2 separate regions of the Macaca mulatta genome follow, and region 1 is linked to region 2. The links are chromatin contacts, called in public Hi-C maps. All regions are on one chromosome and are shown on one strand. Each heading gives the region's core, a stretch centred on a gene start, on an enhancer-like site or on the middle of the called end of the contact. The rest is flanking DNA. Distances are from core to core; before and after follow the strand shown.

Region 1 (2,700 bases), core at 102-2,601, 83 kb before region 2:
GCTGTATTTAGGGAAATTGAAGCAATGATCCCAGATCAAACCTGGGCTGGGCCAGCCACCTAAAGCTAGCAGGGAGTGGCCATAGAGCTCTGTATCAGAGAGCCAAGGGGAGCAGAATCCCGGAAGACGAATGAGACTTCAGAATCCAATCTTGAGTCGTAAACGCTAAGCCTGGAGAATTGAGATTTGATTTTATTACAAGTCAGTTCCTGTACAGATCGTCTCCCTGCAGCTCAGATCTGCTCCCTGGCTTTTCCCTACCATGAGGTCTCCCAAAGGCCACATCACTCAGAGCTTTCTGCCATTCCCTTCTCTAAGGGTCAGGGCAAACAGGGAGTTTTCCATTGATGGGAAAATCTTCCCATCCTTTTTTACAGCCCAACTTCGCTCTGCCCAAGAGCAAGCCTGCAGTCATCCAAATGTGATTATAAATACATTCATAAACAGATTCCACTCCTCAAAGCTCTCTCACCGTGGAATGGGTTTATGCCAGCAAGGTTATAGAGTCTGCCCCCATATCCATGGATTCTGTGTCCATAATTCAACCAACCAAGGATTGAACATATTTGGAAAAAACTGCATCTGTACTGACCATGTACAGACTTTTTTCCTTGTCATTATTCTGTAAATAATACAGTATAACAATTATTTCCATAGCATTCACATTGTATTAGGTATTCTAAGTAATCTAGAGATGATTTAAAGTATACAGGAGGATGTGTGATTTAAGAGATACAGGAGGCTGCATGCAAACACGACACCGTTTTATATCAGGCACTTGAACATCTGTGGATTTTGGTATCTGTGAGGGGTACCGGAGCTAATCCCCCACACATACTGAGTGACGACTATATATGGAATGTGAACAGAATTTTCCCACTGACTTCCATTAGGCAAGCAGAGCTGTGTTTCTCTCCAAGAAAGGAGGGTAGAGGAGCAGAGCCTGGGAGTGGGAAAAGAAGGGAAGGAGGCCAAACGGAGATCTCATTACTCCAGGCTGTGGTTTTAATTCCATCCTTCTCTCACAGCCTCTGCTCCACCCTCTGTTTATTAAGGGGGCCAAATTAAATACATGAGATGTAACTGCAACATGGAGACCCTGGCTCAGTCTCCAGAGACTGTGGGGTGCGGGGAGAAGTGGTGCAGGGGAAGCCAAAACAAACAAACCACGAATCCAGGAGGAGAGAGAAGGCAGAAAAGCAAACTATCAGGGACCGTTTCAACAACTCGGCCCTGCCTCCAGTCTGCAAGGAGGGGCCCTGCCCATCTCCCGTGGCAGCCACCCCACCTGAGTGCACTGGGAGGGTTCTCCGGCCCACAGAGTCACCTCCTGGCCTGCAAGGCCCCAGCCCTTAGGGAGTGACCAGACCTGGCCAGTGATACGCTATCCTCCTTCCCTCGCTACCATGCTGGTCCTGCGCTGTCAGGCTATCTCTCCGCAATTCATCCCCTCCCTTTCTAACCAATTTTCCACCTCCACACCTCGTCCCTCCTTTTCCTCCTCATCCTAATCTACGATGTCCTTTGGCCTGTCTGTTTAATGCTTTCCCTCCGTCAAGCTGCAGCTCAAGTCTTTGCTCCTTCAGAGACAACTGGGACCCTCCAGGCAGCCCCCACTAACTCCCTGCCTGACCCGCCCACGAAACCTTCAGCCTTTGCCTCTTGCCTCCTTCCTCCCCTCTCCCCACTTCAAAGCTGCTCTCAGCCCATGGCTCCTTCCCCAAGGCATAGAACCTGCACACAGCACTTCATTTTCTTAAGCCCTCCTCCCATGACCTTGAATCTTCTCAACAGTCTGTCCGGTGCCCTCTGGGCCCTTGCTTTTCCAGCCGCACCACAAAGACGGCCATGACCTTTGGAGCCTGGTCCAGTGACACAAGCTTCCTGCCGACTGCTCCACAGTGCCCGGTGCCAGCCACAGCCATGCCCTCAGCTTGCATGATGTGGCCTCTCCTGCTTCTCCCTGTATTCCTTTTCTGACTTCTCTTCAGCCAGCTACTCAAATACGATGTTCTCCAGAATTTTGTCCTAGATCCACTTCTCACGCCGTCACCTCCCGGGATGACCTCAAATCCACCCCCTGCTCCCCTCTCCTTTCAGATGCAGAGGGTGCCCCAGGCTTCCACATCCATTTATTTGCCTGATGTGCCAGTGACCCTCCCCACAGTGTCCCCAGCCCTCCATCCACCTGCATTCCCTTTGTCCAGGCCTGGAGAGACAGCCTCCTACCAGCTCCTGCCCAGAGACCCTCACCCAGCCCCTCCCCCTGCCTACTGGCTGCCAGTCATATAGCTAGAGAATGCAAGGGACATTATTTTGTTGACAGTCACTAGATGCCAGGCACTGTGCCAAAAGCTTTCTCATATGCCATGCCATTTACTCTTCCAATGACCCTGTACTTTAGATATTATTACAGTTGAGATGGAGCAAGGACCCCTTTTTTAGGGACCTACAGGCCCCCCAAGCATGGAAATAAAGGAAAATCTTGAATTCCTTCAAGAGAAATTTCAGGGACCTAGCTAGTCCTGAGACATAAATAAACAACTTGATAAGCAAGAAGGTAATAATAACTAAAAATAACAGCCAAGAAAGTTAGGGTCAGATGTTTGGTTCCCTATAGAAACTAAAGATAACATCTTAACATATGTCCCTGAGTTGTTTTTCAAACACCTGGACCCCTATCAAACAGATCCACCAGCA
Region 2 (2,700 bases), core at 166-2,665:
AAATGCTGCGGAAGAGGTCATTTAAACTTAAGGGGGGAAAAGAGATCATAGAAAGGGGTCATTTGGCAGCTGACTAGAGTAGGAAGTCCCCCCCGTACCAACCCCGTGGGAGAAACAGAGGTAAAAAAGTACATCCTGTGTCCCAGGGGGTTCTCAGGGTAGCTGACCGGAGCGACAGCTGGCATTCATTAAGGGAGGTCAACAGCAGGCTGTGACCAGGGAGAACGGTTCTAGCCAGACTTCTTTCCCTCATTAACAGTAACATTCAAAACGAACCTTTGAATATCACAGACTCAGCTGAGCATGAGTACAGAGCTGGCAGGGGCGGGGGGGAGGGGGCACCACATAAATTCAGAATTATCCCCTCCCCATGCTTGTGTAAGCACCAACAAAATGCCAGGCCAGGGGGGTGCAGCTCAGCACTTGTATAACGAGGGCCTCTCCTGAGACTCCACCTTCTGCTTAAAATGCAGAGAGGAGGAAAAGTGATGGTGGAAAAAAAAGCATTCACTACCCCCAGTGGGGACTCCAAGTCAGTCCAGGTGGTTCAGCCCTGCAGAGAGCCAGGAGCCCCAGTCCCAACCCTGTCATCTCCCCACTCCGCCCCACCTCTCCTGTTCCCAGGGCCTATGGAAGGACAAGCTGTTCCCACTGAGCCCTGCCAGGGCTGCGCTTTAACCCCTACAATCCTTCCTAATCCCCCTCTGCTCCACCCCTCCAGCTGCTCCTCCCTAGTCCTGGCATTCTGCCCGCTGGCCTCTGCCCAGCCCTTGCCCCGCCCTGCCCAGGCTACCCTCTCCTCTCCCCAAGAAGAGCCAGGGGTTGGCCCAGGGCCCTCCAGAGCACAGTCAGCAAGCTGGGCACCTGCAACTCGGACGCAGAGCCAGGGCTGAGGCTCAGAGTCTGGCCCAGCCTATTCTCACCCACCCAGTCTCTTCGACACCCTTACCCTCTGCTCCAGGACCTGTTTCTAGGAGCAAAAGGTCTGGGAAACTGAATACCTGGGTCCTATTTGCCACTGGGGCTGCTGACTCATCTTCAGAAGCCTTGGGTTCCAGCTGTTCAGTGACAGAGAGATTATATAAGCTGAGGTCATGTGATTTTTCCCTCGGGTGGGACTTTGGACTTGAATGCTGCCCTGCAGTGAGCGGAGGTTACTCCAAAGAGAACAAGTTGCGGATAGCAGGGGCTGTCCTGGAGCTCCTAGGTGAGAAGTACAACTCGCCTCTCGTTCCTCGTGTTCTCGCTCCGTTCACGCAGCCATACTGGCCTGCATCCCTGCTGCCTTGTTTGTCCAGCTTGGCAGCCTGAGATCCTGGGGTCTGTCCTCGCCTACTCCCACAAAACCAGGTTCACTCAGCCACCCTGAGGAGGTTGAACTTCCTGAAGTCATGAATCTGTGTTGGCAGCATGAGAAGGTCACTAAAGGACCTTAAGCCAGAGGGACCCCTCGACCAGGAGCTATCCTAGCTGCTGCGAAGGAAAGGGCAGTGGGTTTGTGGCTTGTGACTAGAATCAGCAAGACACTGATGTCGCCATCCCTTGCAGACCGGCTGTGGGCTGTATCCTGGCTGTTAGCCTTGGTGCTGCCTTATCCAGGCTCAATTTCTCAATCGGTGCCCAGCACCATCCTCCCGCCTCCTCCTCCACCCCCACTCCAGGATGTCTTCATGAGTTAATGTGGTGCTGGGGTGGGGCTCAGCAATGCAGAAGTTAATCCAAGCCTGGCAAAATGTTCCTTGCCCCTGGGGGAGCCGCTCCACTGACCACCGGCTGCAGAAATGAACGCCATGTTCAGAGCCCACAGCTGCACACGTGGCCCCTTGTACCTTCTCACCTCAATATATACATAAAACCAGCACCCCGGACAGAGATATATGCAAAAGAAGGAGGTGTGTGGGCCTCTGGAATCCAGCTGGTTCAGGCCAGACTGCCTGGCCTCAAAGGAGTGCAGAGCTTTTGGCCTCTTGGGGTCCATGTCATGCAGGGAAGCAGACCTTCCTACACAGAGTGGGGAGGATAGGCTGACCCTCTCTCCCCAAGGTGCACTGTGGGGCAAAAGCCCAACCCTTAACAAGGACTCAGAGCCCCTACCTTTTCATCCATCAATCAATCAGGCCACCGGTCTGTCCATTTGCTGTGGTAATCGCAGGCACATGCTGGGAGCCAGGCTTTGAGACATCTGCCTTAGCCCCAGCAGTGTCCCCAAACCCTGGCCCAAGCTGCCCACGCAGATCTAAGAGAAGCAGAATACTCTCAGTCCCAGCCCTCATAGAGCTAGCCCTGACTTTCATTTATATCACTCCATCTCATGCCAGGAAGGACTTAAGGTGAAAACAATTACTTATCCTACAGGGGAAGCAGGCCAAGCCCAGGTTCTGAGGAACAGCAGTCCGGATGCAGGAATGAGCCCAGCTCAGATTAGCTTAGTGTATTTGAAGCACAGAGAGTCACTGAGCCAGAGCCGGATTCAGATGCCAGAAGCCTCTATCCTTTGTATCCATCCCACTCCAAGAATGGCAGTGAAGAGAAAGGGTCTCACAGAGACCTGGCTGGCTGAGAGATGAGCCAAGGTCCTTTGTGGCCGTGTCCTGCAGCAGTCAGACCTGCTTGACTAGACTGGACCCTGTGTGGATTCTCTCCTCCCACCCCAGACTTCTCAAAGTGCTCCCACACTAAAGCTTTTGCCTCTGGCCCTCC

Evidence for each region. A called contact is a pair of places that touch in the nucleus more often than the background predicts.
Region 1: a Hi-C map of sperm shows a contact between it and region 2, with 2.4 times the contacts expected there. The contact joins two enhancer-like sites. A contact is called at or near these places in 8 of 14 Hi-C or Micro-C datasets (blood, cortical neurons, fetal cortex germinal zone and 4 more).

The regions. Positions count from the first base shown.
Region 1 is chr14:120,140,407-120,143,106 of T2T-MMU8v2.0, reverse strand. All of the region lies in intron 6 of LOC106993502 (a long non-coding RNA gene), which reads right to left. Among named protein-coding and RNA genes, the nearest start is that of THY1, 41 kb to the right of the region's middle. Within about 2 kb of position 1,351, at least 5 of the 40 cell types and tissues checked have an H3K27ac peak or open chromatin away from gene starts, as enhancers often do.
Region 2 is chr14:120,057,561-120,060,260 of T2T-MMU8v2.0, reverse strand. The region is part of intron 2 of USP2 (ubiquitin specific peptidase 2); the gene reads left to right. LOC106993502 (a long non-coding RNA gene) reads right to left here. Exons shown (of 8, transcript XR_013404341.1): 4 at 1,002-2,700. Among named protein-coding and RNA genes, the nearest start is that of USP2, 13 kb to the left of the region's middle. Within about 2 kb of position 1,415, at least 9 of the 40 cell types and tissues checked have an H3K27ac peak or open chromatin away from gene starts, as enhancers often do.